3 separate regions of the Mus musculus genome follow, and all the other regions are linked to region 2. A link is a contact called in public HiChIP or PLAC-seq data. All regions are on one chromosome and are shown on one strand. Each heading gives the region's core, a stretch centred on a gene start, on an enhancer-like site or on the middle of the called end of the contact. The rest is flanking DNA. Distances are from core to core; before and after follow the strand shown.

Region 1 (4,785 bases), core at 1,877-4,376, 470 kb before region 2:
CCTTTAATCCCAGCACTTGGGAGGCAGAGGCAGGTGGATTTCTGAGTTCGAGGTCAGCCTGGTCTACAGAGTAAGTTCCAGGACAGCCAAGGCTACACAGAGAAACCCTGTCTAGAAAAAAAAAAAAAAAAGAGCCCTAGTTCTCCACCAGGGCATGGATGCCCCAGAACCATAGCTACTCCACACAACACATAGATTCAAACTTCTTTGGCTAGGCTAACTTGACAAACACCACGAAGCAAGCTGCAGCCTCCTCAAAGAGTCTGATTCTTGCCTACAACCACTGCCAAAGTCAGTCGGCACAGCTGGAACCCCAGGCCAACCCTCTATTCCCACCCAGATCGCAGCAATGGCAGTAGCTGGGCAACATTCCAGGGAGTCCTTGTGATTGACAGCTCTTTCCTGTCTCCAGGAATGTGCTCAGTGACTCATGGCACCTTATCACTGAGACCTTTGGAAACTTTCGGAGAACTAAACCTTTGACAAGTTGAGGTTAGAAGCAGGGAGCCCCCCTCACCCCCAGTGCCCAGCCTGCCTTTGGGTTGGGTGGGGGTGGGGTGGCACAACACCTGCTGCAGGTGGATGGATGGTAGCTGGGCTCCACTGGAAGGTGCAGAGAAGCAAGAAGGAATATAAGGTACTAAGGACCACCCCCACCCATACACCCTCCAGCCCTAAGGACCAGAATACCTTTGTCTCTCCTTTTCTCCAGAACCTTCTCCACCTTAATGTCCCCATCTTAATGTCCCCAACAAATCAGTGGCCCAAGTGCCGTGAAGCCTAAATGTACAGCTGGCCATGGCAAAGCTTTTTGGAATCCCAATTCTGTATAGTGCAAGCAAGGCAGGCTCCTAGGCAGTTCTCATTGACCCATCTATAGAATGGGCTGTTCCCCCAGCCCTGAGCCTCCAGATTCTACCAAGCAGATGTGGATACAGAGGGGGTTAGAAAGTCAGGAAGGCTGACCACAACAGAGCTACAGGCAGTACCAGGGTATCCCCAAAGGACAAAAGCTCTCTCCGGACAGCACCATGGCCCTTGCCACATACCACAGTGACCTGAGACCTCGTGACACCCTCTAATCAGCAGCTCTAGAGCCGAGCCCGGCTTTACAGCTTACCACAAGCTTATTCAGCCTCATCTCCCTCAATCCCTTCAAGGACAAGGCGAGGCTGGCCTTAGCGTCCTTGTCGCCTGGACAGCCAAGCCCAAGCTAAGAGAACTACCCAAGGTCACCATTAAGAGGAACACAGTCTTTCTGGGGACAAGAAGACTCTTGGATCCCCAGTTGACATATCCAATGGGTAGTATGCCCCACCCATTTTACAGATGAAGAGACTGAGGACAAGAAATACTGCCCAAGGTTAACTGAGTGGCTGAACCAAGGCCTAAGACAACCTCCAACCATCTGCCAATACCATCCTATTGTGGGTTCTCAGCTGGTGCCTAGGTCCCCCTCCAGCCACCCACCATCATCTTGCTAAAACACCTCCCTCTCACCCCCCACTCCCCGATGACTCCCTGGTAGAGAGGGAGGCAGGCAGGCCGTTGCTAAGCACTCACCAGCTCTCTCATAAAAATAAACTCCTTCTGGCTTAGAGACTCTGAGTGAGATCCCCTCCCTACCAGCAACAAAAAAAAAATTTTTTTTTTCTTTTAATTTAAAAAAGATCTCTATGACATTTATTTGAAAGCTAGCTGTGCCAAATCGGAGGCCAATTTACTGACATCCAATTGGAGCCACGTGCTACCAATCCGCAGTCCGAGGACCCTCCGGGTCAAGCGCCTGGCCAGTCTTTGAGATGATTTATTTCCCCAGGCAGGAAATGGGGGCCCAGGCTGTCTCCCAAGCCTTTGGGGCTGGTCCTAGGGAAGGCAGGGATCTGGCAGAGGCCAGGCAGTGACCAAAATAGCCAGGTCGGTGGCCCTGCTGAGCACACGCCTCCCTTGCCGCCAGGCTACAGCCTAGGTTGAGGCTTTGGGACTGTAGGATCTGTTCCTGAGACTGGTTCCTTGTGTGGCTTCCCCAGTGGGAGCAGACCAGAACCTCCCACCCAAAAGAGGAACCCATAAAGTGAAGGGGAGCAGTCTAGAGGAAGATGTGTTCAGCTGGTGCTACCCATTGCCCCTGGCTGTCGTTTCGGGCCTCAGCCCTGCTACTCAAGCCTGGGAGCGACTGTCACACCTGCGTGCCACACCCAGGCAGCACCTGGAGCCATACCGCCCTTTTACCTCTCCTAAATACTACGAAGAACCAAAGATGTCCATTGGGCCCACTGGGCACAAGGGATGGCCTCTCGGGTACAGCTAGAAGACACTAGACTTGCCCCCAACCACAGATCCAGGGATCCAGGCACATTCGGGCACACACACGTGCACACGGCCAGGGTTCCGGAGACACAGCCACACGTACAGGTTCACATAGGCAAGATGTGTGTGTGTGTGTGTGTGTGTGTGTGTGTGTGTGTATCAGAAGACAGAGCCACACGGCCACACTACACTCAGGTAAGGCAGCCCCGGACATAGCCCTGGTCATATCACACACCCCGGGGCGCACATGTACACGGCTGCCTAGGGTGGAGAAACAGCCACTCTCAGAAACAGAGACATCCAGGGACAAGGAGGCACCCCGTGGGACACACACACACACACACACACACACACACACACACACACACCTGCCGCCGCACCAGCAGCCCCAGCCCCTTCGCCAGGGAAACAATAACTCCCTCTCCAGCAGAGCTGAACAGGAGACCCTCAGTCCCTCCCTCAGGGGTGAAGGGGATGAAAGAGCGCGGGGAGGCCAGACCCGCAGGGACCCGGTGAGGTGGCGGAGCGCGGCCCGGGGAGGGGGCTGCAGTCGCGGCCCACACGCCCTGGGTACCTGGGTGGCTAAGCCCACAGCGGATGGCCCGGGGCTGGCGAGGCTGGCGGGACTGGCGGCGATCGCGGCGTTGGCGGCTGGGCACGGGAGCTCGGCAGCAACCAGGTCCCGGAGCACGACGCTGGCGGCGGCGCGGAGGAAGCGGTAATTTATAAGCGGCTTCTCCCTGACCTCGCGTGTCTGTTGTCTGAACAGGCAGCTCTCCGCATCACCCATCCTGCTGGGTGGAAAAATACCAGCTTGGCCGGGCCTGGGCGGGGCCTAGGGAGGGGCCTGGTCTGTCGGCCACGCCCACACACGGGGCGCGCGCGCGCGCGCGCACACACACACACACACACACACACACACACACACACGCACGCACGCGCGCACGAGCTCGGACACACAAAGAGCCGGAGCTCGCCTCGTCGAGCGCGCGCACCCATCCTCATGCTCCATCCAAACGCTGGTGGCTAATGGCACTGCTCAGGCCTCTCATGCAGGCGATGAGGAGTTAGAGACCCAGACCCCTGGCTCATCTCCTGTCCTGATATTACCACACCACAACGCTCTCTAACACACCCACCTAGGTCTGTGGACGAGGCCTGTGGCTGCCGCAGCAGCTAGATCCCTACCAGAATCTGCTCCTCCCCCATTGCCCCGAGTCCTCTCAGGGCCAGTGTGCAGCTCTGCAAGCCTGGCTGAGCTGCCGTGGAAGTGATAATGGAGGCCAAGTCCCCCACCCCCACCCCCACCCCCACCCCTGGCCCACATGAGGCTGTGTTTTCGAAGCGCCCCGACTTCGTCGTGGCTGTGTGACATCAGGCAAGTTCCCCAGACCTTCTGTGTCTTAGTTTCCTCATCTGTAAAACGGAAATAAAAATAGTGGAACTCATCACTTCTGGCTGCTGGGAGGGTCCAAGGTTAACAGTGTAAAGAGTCTGAACAGGACACCAGGCACCTAGGAAGTGCCAAACGAGTGTCAGCAAATGTGACTATTTTTAAATGGAGATGGGGAGTGTGCCATTATTCTTGTCCTTATTTGAATGAGCATGTCCTCCATCTGATTGTACACACCCACAGCCTGGCTGAGCCTGAGGTGGCGCTGTGTGACCTTCAGTAAGGCCTTCCCCCTCTCTGCTTGCCCACTTCCTTTTCTTTCTTCTCCACTCTCTCTGCACATAAGTGTCAATTATGTAGCATGGCTATCCTGTCTCTTAAACTGGGAATGGTAGCCCCAGACCTGACCAGCCTGAATCCATTGTCCTAGGCTGGCATAAGACACCAAGAAGCAAAATAAGGTGGTGGTGTGACTCAAGCCTTTAATCCCAGCGCTGGGAGGCAGAGACAGGCAGATCTCTGAGTTCAAGGCCAATCTGGTTTACAGAGTGAGTTCCACTAAGGCTGCACAGAGAAAACCCGTCTTAAAAAAAAAAAATCCAGACTCACATTTCATTACCCACAGCACAAAGGGCTGAGACCAGGGGGTAGGTCAGAGAGTAGGAAAGTGGCTGTTTTGAACCCAGAGCAGACTTCAGGAAGCCCAGAGCCTTTGGGCAGACAGAAGGGTGGGGGTGGGGAACAGAGGAAGCAAGGGCTGTAAGGCTGCAAAAGCCTGCAGGCATGGTGTCACAGGACTCTACAAAGAGTCAGGGCAGGGGAGGCCACAGAGGCCTGGCAGGCCCAGGGATTCAATTCGGAAAGCCTGGGCAGGCCTGAGCCTAAGAATGATCGACACAGTATCACACAAGGGATGACTGGGAAGAATGGGAGGAGGTGGCTCAGGCCTTCATCAGTCTCCCCTTCTGTAATGTCAACTCGGTGAGATCTGGTCCTCGAACTCCCATCAAGTACACAAAGCATCACAGGCCTGGTGCACAGAAAGTGCTCAGCTACACTTGCATTTATTTATGTATGTGTAT
Region 2 (5,033 bases), core at 374-2,873:
GGCCAGACAGGAGCCCAGAAGAAAGATCTGGTAGAGACTGCAACCAAAGGTGCCCCTGGCCCATCCCTAAGGGAAGGCAGCCAGCAGCACTGGTTGAAGCACTCCACAAAAGCATATGAATCCTAACCACCAGAGCTTGCTTTTTTTTTTTTTTTTTTTTCAAGAAAAGACGGAAATCCGGACTTTTCTGTGAAAGCTGCCAGTTAGTAAATGCTGGCAGCTAATTAAATTTTTAAAAACAATAATAGCATACTGAGAGCCAAGCAAAACATGCAGAGCTAGTCACAGCCGGGGCTGGCGGGTCTGCACCTCCAGTCAGATGCTTTCTACATACTACATGAAGGGGTGGGCGGGAAGACAAGAGGTACCCACCCTTGGCAACATCTCCCATCCTGCCTTTCCTCTTGGGGGTCCTGCACACACACACACACACACACACATACTTGGCACCTCTGGAAGGTGAGGCGAGAGCTCCGATCATTCCATCACAAATATGTATTAGCTCCACTCAATGCCAAGCCCAGGGAGCCCTCTGCTGCCACCCACCCACGTCACCCAAGCTCTCCTGGAGAGGGTCAGGTTCAGCATCCTCTGAGCAACAAGGACCCACACACCACAAATTCCTTTTTGTCTCTCTGGCCAGTCATAGAACACCTGCTGGCTCAGACCAACTTCGGACTGGTCCAAGTGGCCATCACCGTGAAGCAGATGGGCACGATCTCAGGCTGGCTGAGGAAGAAAGGATGGACTCTTGCCTAGGAGAGGGGGGGCGGGGAAACAAGAGGTGGTGAGGAGCCAAGCCCACCCCTGAAGACTTAGCCCCTCCTGGGCCCCCTAGGCCACTCCAAGAGTGAGCCAAGACTAACACCAGCAGCCACCTCCTTCTCTCTAGGCTGAGGCTCCCACTCAGCAGGGGAACCGCAGATGCTAGGGACCATGACTCTGTCTGTGAACCTGAGTGTGGGGCCCTCTGTGTCCAACACAGGCCCGTGTGGGAGATGTGTGTGGAATAGCGGATGGAGATAAGCGAAGCATTGAACCAACCGGCACTGAACCAAACTTTCTATGGATGTCGAACGCACACGTGCCTAACACGGACACATATGCATGTCTGAAGGATGCCTAAAACATGCAAGTGTGTGTGAAAGCACTCACGTGCAGAGGGATGTGGGAGAAGTGAACGTGCACAGCCCCTGCACGAGAGATTCTGGGCTGGGTGTTGGGGTGGCCTGTGCCTCTGCAGAGCTTGCAGTAACTTCTGCTAGTGTGAGTGCATGTGTGGCAGTTTGTGACTGAGGGTGGGGTGGTACCAGACCGAGAGGCCCAATCTTTCCCGCCGGGGATGGGGGGCAGCTGGGGGAGTGACCCTGGGAGACCCTGAAGGACTAGTCTGGTGTCTGGAGAGCCAGAGAGACGAGCCAGCGATCAAGAGAACGTGACTGACCTAGAGGAAGCGCGGGGTGGAGATCGAAGGCTCTGTACTTACCCGGTGCTCTGTGTTGAGCTGCGCCGCCGTCAGTCTGTCCGCGCACCCGCCGTCGGTGAATCCAGAGTCCGGGTGGCGCGCGGCTCGGGGTTGGAGAAGAGCGGGACTAGCCAGGCCTTGAGACCCCGCCCCACAGGTCCCGCCTCAGGGCGGGGCCTCGATTTTGCTAAGACTTCGCCCAACCCAGTGCTCAACAAGCCCAAATAGGAGCCCAGGAGCCGGCGCTCTCCTGTCCGGGTCTCTGAGTCCCTCTTTCCACTCCCTCTCACCATGCTTTGGCTATATTGAGACTCAGATGTCTCAGTACTGCGCCACCCTTTAGCTTCTCCTCCTGGACCCAGCACCCTGTGATAGCCAGAGGTACCCAGGCTCAAAGCTGCCCAGGGACAGGTCTGCAGAAACTAGGCATGGGCATGCTCCCATCTTAGTTCTCCACTGTCTAGATCACCCTGCCCTTTTTCTTTTTTTCCTTTCTTTCTTTCTTTCTTTCTTTCTTTCTTTCTTTCTTTCTTTCTTTCTTTCTTTCTTTCTTTCTTTCTCCTCCTCCTCCTCCTCCTCCTCCTCCTCCTCCTCCTCCTCCTCCTCCTCCTTCTTCTTCTTCTTCTTCTTCTTCTTCTTCTTCTTCTTCTTCTCCTCCTCCTCCTCCTCCTCCTCCTCCTCCTCCTCCTCCTCCTCCTCCTCCTTCTTCTTCTTTTTTTATCCTGATTCAGTTGCCTGTACTATGGTGTGGCTTAGCCAATCCTCTTGACCTCTGTGGGTAGGGAGCTGTGGAGAACACTGTCATCCACAGCACAGTGCCCAAGAGGCAGTCAACACTCTGTAAGATATAAACTCAAAACATATCATTACTGGGCCCTTGGCTCCCTGCCCCCCAAATGACAGAGGTGTCTGGTCACCACTGTCCACTCTCAGCAGGCCCAGGGCCTGTGCATGGTAGAAAGTCAACAGTGAGCTTCACTGTCTGAGATCCAGGACTGCTAATCACCTCCCATACCTGCCAGAGATGGATGCCCCTATAGCCACTGCCCGTCATCCTAGGAGCAGCTGTGGCCCAAGAGTAAGACCCCATGGCCCAGAACAGGTGTGAGGCAGCCAAGAGCAAACAAAAAGACAGAGAAGGAAGCTATCTGCCCAGGGTTACATAGCTGCACCTAGAAAGAGCCAGGGAATTGTAGAGGAACCAGGATGGGTTGTGGAGAGCAGAGCTGAATGGAAAAGTCTGACCCAGCCTGCCTCTGTGGGCTCTTTCCACAAACGCCTCTCTCAGGGCCTTTGTGTATGCTGTTAACCTCTACCCGAACACCTCTCCCCCAGGAGCCTAGGGCTGGTGCATCCTTGTTTTGAGATAAAATATCCCCTTTCTGAGACCACATCAGAGCCCTTCTATCCTGCCACTTGGCTGCATTCTCTCCCTGGCTACCTTTTTGAGATTGGTTTATAAATGATCGTTTGTAGAATTACTTAGCAGCTAAGACTTCTTTCCCATGCAGCTGTGTGTCCTTGGGCCAGTCACCTTGGGCAAGTCCCTTCCCTCTGAGTTTTGGCTTACTTCCTCAGGGGCAAACTAAACAATAGGTGTCAAAGCCTACATCAGGGGTTGAGCTGAAATCCCAAAGTTCCAGAGGGGTGTGTTCAGTAAATAGTATATGAGAATAAAGAGCAGATGAAACCCTTCTCTCTATGGCCAAGAGCATAGCTGCAGCAAGCATGGACCCTTTCCCCACTACAAGTCCCGGCTGAGGGAGAGAAGGGAGGCAAGCAGCCAACATTCAGGCTCAGGCTGCAGACAAGGAGCCTGGGCCTGGTTGTCTTTCCACCAGATAACACAGAGGCTGTTTCCCACCTCCGACATTTGAGCCAGAGTCATGGCTCGCCTAGAGCCTGCCAGGACTCTTATCAAGACAGGGTATGCATCACCCACCAGGAATTTGGGGCTGGGGCTTGGCTGACATAGAGTTGGAGGAAGTTATAGGCTGACAAGGTCCAGACAAAGTGCCACAGGGGGCAGAGGTGTTACTCACACCAGTGCTGATCTCACAGCCTCCCTGGGCACTGAGGCGCCAGAGCCAGCAGGCGGAGGGCTCACCTATACCACCTGGCCAACTGGACTGGCTCACAGTTTTTAGGGAAAGGGACTGCAGCTATACCTGGTATATGACCACTCTGTAAATAGCACAAGACACCACCCAAGGGCTTGGGAAGGCCAGCTCTGAGGCTGGGCAGCCTTCCTGAATGACCTTCAGCCTCAGCTTCAGTGTCCCCATGGAGATACTGGAGTTGTGCAGGCAATGCTGGAAGTGGCAACTGGACACACTAAGCCCTTACTTTCATGTTTGTTGTCACTTTATACACCACAAACCTTCACCCTGCATCATCTGTGGGAGAAGAGGTGTCATAAATGTCCCTGGGACTCAAACTTGGAGAGAAAAAAGAGCAACTATTGGGACCAAATCTTGCTGTCATACTAGTATTGTGGAGCCAGGACTCCCTTTGAGAGCTATCCTCCTGCCTCTGGGGACTGATGTGGCTCCCAACCTCCAATAGGCTCTTTGATCCTCCCTCCCACTCTGCCTCTTTGTGTCTCCTGCCCTCCCTTTAACTTTGCAGCCACAGTGCAGGAGCTCCAGTCCGCTGGCTCCCCAGCTGCAGGGAAGAAGACAGTAGACACCAGAGCCACCAGAGCTTTCCAGTGGAGACTCTGCTGTCTCCCCAACCCAGAAAAGGCACTGTGGCTTGAATACCCTTTGAAAGCCCTCAGGCTCCTGAGCCCTGAATGTCCCTGAGGTTGCTGGGGAGGGGGTGATCTAGAGGGTAAACGGTTGCTGGGCAATAGAATCTCCAGGAAGTGGGCCTGGTGGAGCATGGTTAGGTTGTGGGGGCTCCACCCTCAGATGGGATTAATGAGTCTTTCTCAGGCCCTGCTCACTGAGACTTTGTTGTAAAGACCCAGCCTGCCTGCCCCCCACCCCCTCTGACTTCCCGTCTGGACATGTGATCTGTCCCTCTCACAGAGTTTCAGCCATGATGTGGTGCAGCCCAGGGGCCCTCCCCAGGATGCTGGCCCTGTAATCTCAGCTCTCCTAGGCTCTGAGCTACAGAAGACTCTTTTCTTCATACAGCAGCAGAAACTGAATGAAAATAACTTTCAAAGATGATGGCCAGAGACTTTTAAAGGCCAGTCCACCCACGGGGAGTGAGATCTGACGCTCCTCAATCCTGCTGTCCCACCAAGATGCTTGGTAGCACTACCCCAGACGTGTCTGACAATGGGCTGAATACTTCAGAACTTTGCATCTTTATCTGAAATATAAATGTCTATTCTACCTAAATCCAGTTTTCCAGTGGGTGGAGTAGAACATCTGAATTCTTAGTAATCCCCAGGCCACCTGATACGTATAAGCAATGGTGGGCAAAAGGCCTTCCCAGCTTTGTCTGTTCCTAAAGAGAGGAGAGTCTGCAGGAAAAAGGCCACCTGGAGCCCCTGAGGCTCCCCCTCCCTCCTTCAGTCTTCTAGATGATAGTTCACCAGCACCTGGAATTCTTGCCT
Region 3 (4,780 bases), core at 1,425-3,924, 460 kb after region 2:
GATATGGAGGTCAGAGAATCCAAAAGCCCATGGTGATTGGGAAAAGATGCTTAGGAATACAGAACTATGGCTCTAAGTTTATATGCCACCAGATTGCAGGCTCTTGTGTTCCAGGGCAGAAGAATATTTGTACAGGGGGCTGATGGTTAGAAGTAGACATAGAGATAGCTGATTAAGAAAGGAAAAGTACTCTGAGGATAGAGGTGGGCTTATAAGCCTGGTTAAGTCCTTTGTAGTGTCTGCCTTGCCTGTCTGTGTTTTCAGGTCTTTTCTACCTATAGGTACTGTTGTGAAGCCCAAATAAAGACTTAAAGTCTTCCTCCGCAAGCTGACTTAATTCCTAGGTTAATGTTGATGTCTTAATTCAGGGATCCTATTCTGCTACTGTAGTTTCAAGCTTTTCAGCTTCACTCACTGTCTCCTTGAGGACATAAAAGGTTTTATATCTAACCAGCAGTATCTGTAGCTACAGGCTGTGTGGACATTTGGACCTTGTGGCAATCTTGGAAAAAGATGCCTGGTTGAGGCTTCCAACTTAGAAGCTGCAGCAACACTGGGTTATGACACTGGGGGCATTTCAGGGGGAGTTTCCCAGGGTTGGAAGACTATTTCCAGAGAGGTGCTACCCAGCAGGTGCTGTGGCGGGGTGGGGCTGAGGAGATGGGGAAACAGCTACTCACTCACTTCCCCTATCAGCCCCTGTGTGGAGCGGGGAGAGGCCTGCCTCCCTAATCACCTCATGTCCTGTCAGTGGTCACCCCACCCATACCCCAGTACACAAGGGGAAACTGAGGCAATAACCTCAGTGTGCTTCATTCTCCTGTCATCACACAGGAAAGGCTGTTGGTAGGACGTCTACTGCTCTGTGGTCTACTGCCTCACTATGCAATCTACAAAGTCACTGAACTACTCTGGATCTAAGGTTAGCATTTGCAAAACTGAACTGTGGTTTCTTTCCAGAGCAGAAAAGGAGGCTCATGGAAAGACTCTGGCCCAGTGCCTGGGCCTTTAAGCACTTGGAATTTCTCTCTTTGGGTGGTAGACTCCAAGGGTCACACCCTCCGTGCTTCAGAATGGGAGATAGCGTAGATCCTAGAAAGCTGGCCCCAGATTCTCTTCTGCTCCGAGCAAATTGAGTGACCTTGGTTAACTTATCTGGAAAAAAAAATGGCTTAATAACCATCCTGGCATAGGTGAGAAAAGTTAACCAATGCCTGGCCCAGATGGATTTGCCTGCCTGTCAGGGTGGGTACCTAAGCATCTTCCTCACCACCACCTTCCTGTTCCATGAGCTCAGCTGAGTGAGTTGTTATCTGGCCAACAGTGTACCTAGCGAATATCTCCTAAGTGCCCTCTGTGTGTTTGGCCCAGAGTAGAGGTGGTGGTGGTGGAGGGGGCAAGGGTAGTGGAACGCCTTCCTCTTGGAATATCTGGGGCTCAGGAAATGGACCACAGAGTGAAATGTGGCTGTGTGGTTTTGAATGACTTCTTGGGTGGTCACAGGGGACCTGAGTCCAAGATCAAGGAAGCCACTGGATGAAGGACCAGCTGGGGATTCGGGTTCTAAGGACAGAGGGACTGGGAACTTCCAGCAGTATCCCCAAAAAGGAGGGTGTCTGGTTGGGCACAGAATCTGGAGCCACTCCACTGTTGGATAGTGCTCACCTTGTTCCCTCAGCACAGACTGGAAGAGGACCACACTCTAGCTACAGTGATAGGGAGGTAACCTGGCTGGCCCTGGAGTCCCAGACTAAAGGTGAAGGGGACAGCAAAGAGCTGTACTGGGGAGGGTGGGGAGAGGTTGGGGGGGTAGTGGAGATCAGACTCGTTCAGTCATCACGTAAAGCAGAGTTTTTCAACATGTGTCAGGACCCCTTGAGGGTTGAATGATCCTTTTATAGGGGTCACCTAAGATCATCAGAAAACACAGATATTTACATGATGATTCATAACAGTATCAAAATTATAATTATGAAGTAGCAATGAAAATTGTTTTATAGTTGGAGTTACCACAACATGAGGAACTGTATGAAACGGTCTCAGCATTAGGTTGAGAAACATCATGTTAGATAGAGGTCCTGTGAGAGTGTTTGAGGGGGAGTGGGGCAAGCTGGGTACTTAAAACAAGCAGAACATGATAAGCTCCAGGCCAAAGGGATGAGGTAAGGGGTGGGACCCAGAACACAGAGAGGCGGGTCAGCTCAGCCTCAGCTTTAATCCTGTTGCTTCATCTGCTTTCAGAGACATGGCAGAGATAAGGGTGAACTCCACCCACTGGGTCACTAGGGAGAAGTGAAGGGTAGGGGCAGGGCAGGGCAGGGTTAAGGGGCCTCTAGAAAGAATGTGGAAAACCTGGAATTGGGTTTTGTTTTCATATTTTATTTTTATTTTTATTTTTATTTTTTACAGTGCTGAAAGTAGAACCCAGGGCCCTAGGCATGGTAGGTAAGCACTACCACTGGCCACATGACCTCACATTCCTGTCGTTCCTTTTGTCCTCCCTGTACTACCAGGCCTGGCTCTTTTCTCTTCTCTTCCTGTCTCCATTTTCCTCTACCTTCTTTTCTGGGCTCAAGCCATGCTTTTCTCTTAGCCTTGTCCATAGCTAGGACAGGCCAGAGCTATCAAGGACTGTTGGATGTGCATCTAGCTCTCATCTGTATAAGGACTAGTCCAGCCACAGCTTCACTGGAGTCTCGGGCGTTGATGACTCACCAAATGCTTTGGAAGTTGAGGGAGGAAAATTACTTTGGGTTTGAGGCCAAGCTGCAAAAAATTGCCTCATTGATTTCTCACGACAAATCCTGAAAGCATGGGTGCAAATCTCATCTCTTTATTGGCATCTGGTTTTGGTTTTGGTTTTGGTTTTGTCTTTTCAGCAGTGGGGATTAAATTGAGGGCCTCATGTATCATAGGTTAGTGCTCTACCACTGAGCACCATGCTCAGCTATCTCTTTTTGCTTTTTGAGACAGGATCTCACTAACTTATTCAGACTGGCCTCGAATACTTTCTATAGCCCAGTCTAGTCTTGGGCTTGGTGATTCTTCAGTTCTCAAGTGGCTGGACTCTAGGCCCACACTGCCAGTACTGGCTTTAACTTTGTTTTGCAGCTGGGGAAACTGAGGCAGCCAGGTGTGTTGCCAGAATTCTTTTCTGAATTCTGGGAAGTAGCAGCATCAGAATTGGAATCCAGAACTTACCTTTCCTTTGAGGTTGAGGGTGTGTATCCCAAACACTGACTTAAAAGAGACTTCAGTATTTCATATCAAGCTGAGCTCATTGTTTCCATGCCTTCCTTCTGGCTGCAGCTGATAGCCTTACCTCTCCCTCATCTGCAAGATCATCTGAGAGCTAGTCCCTACCAGACCCAGAGCTGCTATCCATCTGGTCTGCCTGGAAGATGGCCCTTTGCTAGCAGCTCCCAGCCTTCTTCAGAGTGGTCAGTGTCCCCTGCAAGCTCAGTAAGTCAGAAATATGGGTATGATGACACACCCTCATATCCCTCACCTCTTCTAGCCTCTTCTCATGCACACAGCTGTGAACTGGAAGGGTATCTACCATTTCAGGGAAGACCAGAGGAAGACAAATCTTTGGAAGAGTGACTGTAGGCAGGGTCTCCAGCCTCTTCATTTCTGTTTCTTCATTTCTTTGAGATGGACAAAGATTCCCATTAGGACACACACTGTGTCATTTACTTGGAAGGCTCCAGGAAAAGTTGGCCATGAGGCTACTGCCCATCAGAAATTCATCTGTATGTCGGCTGGAGCTAGACTCAGAGAACAATCCCAGCATCTTCCCCAGTTCCCTCCCTCTGACCATGTGGGTCTATGGTTTATTTGAAAACTTTTGAGTTCCCTGGGATTGTGGAGACTGCTCTTGGCCCAAAGCAGAGCCCATGCTTCAGGGTCTCAGCTCTACAAACAGGTACCCTGGTATAGGCACCACAGGAAGTCAGTGGTGAATTCTCAAGTGCTAACTGTTGCTATGTAACAAGCTGTATGGTGCTATGGCTTGAAATAGCAGTGGTCTGTGATGTGGGGTCTGTGGGTTAGGGGATCTGCCAGTTTCTGCTGGTCTCCCAGGGAGGCCAGATAGATTAGAAGGCAAGAGGCAGCCCAACAAACATGGCCAGAGATAGTATCTTTTAGCAGAGCCTCTTGGATCCCTTACTGCACCTCAACTCTTGAGAGGAAAGAAGAATCTCTGCCATAAAAGGACTTGTAGAGCTAGGTCCTGGGGTGAGTTCCCAGAACATCAGCCACAGGTCAAGGAGGCAGGTGGAAACCATCCACCGGACCAAAACTGAGAGTCTTGCTTAGGAGTGTGAAGTGGAACCCACGGTGGCTAGGATTAGGATGGGGAGGGGAACGACAACAGGCAGAGAGTGGAACGCCTTGGGGCTGGAAGACAGTCCATAAAGGAATCCTTTGCTTCTGGGTGAGGGAAGGTGAAATAGGGTGGAATGTACCCTATGATTCTCCTCCCCAACGTGTGTTGGGGGGGGTACTTTTTGTGGTACTGGAGTCATGGGCATGCCCAGTAAGTGCTCTGCCATTGAGATACACCCTGGGCTTAGTGCTTAGGGTTTCAACATAGGAGTATGGAGCAGTTTGTGGTTGCTGGGGGTGCTAGTCATTTTGTTTTACTCAAACCTTTCTCCTATCTTCTGGTCTTGCAACTAAGTCTAGGCCATCTCAGAATTTTTTCCTTGTCAACTTCCACATGGACTCTCAGTGGCAGATGAGCCTCTTCACACTGTGCCCCCCTCTCCCACCCTGT

Evidence for each region. HiChIP or PLAC-seq counts read pairs in DNA pulled down with a chosen protein or histone mark.
Region 1: an HNF4G HiChIP or PLAC-seq map of pancreatic cancer cells shows a contact between it and region 2. The contact joins the promoter of Slc6a6 here to the promoter of Fbln2 in region 2. A contact is called at or near these places in 1 of 484 Hi-C or Micro-C datasets (adipose-derived mesenchymal stem cells) and 1 of 115 datasets of contacts at active chromatin or transcription factors (pancreatic cancer cells).
Region 3: a contact with region 2 is called in a FOXA1 HiChIP or PLAC-seq map of pancreatic cancer cells. The contact joins the enhancer-like site here to the promoter of Fbln2 in region 2. A contact is called at or near these places in 1 of 15 datasets of contacts at CTCF or cohesin (the NIH/3T3 cell line), 2 of 115 datasets of contacts at active chromatin or transcription factors (extraembryonic endoderm stem cells and pancreatic cancer cells) and 1 of 9 other capture datasets (embryonic stem cells).

What each region holds. Positions count from the first base shown.
Region 1 is chr6:91,682,408-91,687,192 of GRCm38.p6, reverse strand. It overlaps Slc6a6 (solute carrier family 6 (neurotransmitter transporter, taurine), member 6), which reads right to left and starts at 3,126. Exons shown (of 15, transcript NM_009320.4): 1 at 2,885-3,126.
Region 2 is chr6:91,209,354-91,214,386 of GRCm38.p6, reverse strand. It overlaps Fbln2 (fibulin 2), which reads right to left and starts at 1,623. Exons shown (of 18, transcript NM_007992.2): 1 at 1,487-1,623.
Region 3 is chr6:90,747,700-90,752,479 of GRCm38.p6, reverse strand. All of the region lies in intron 1 of Iqsec1 (IQ motif and Sec7 domain 1), which reads left to right. Among named protein-coding and RNA genes, the nearest start is that of Iqsec1, 60 kb to the left of the region's middle. Within about 2 kb of position 2,674, at least 76 of the 459 cell types and tissues checked have an H3K27ac peak or open chromatin away from gene starts, as enhancers often do. A contact at or near this core is called in the NIH/3T3 cell line and pancreatic cancer cells, where this site is marked.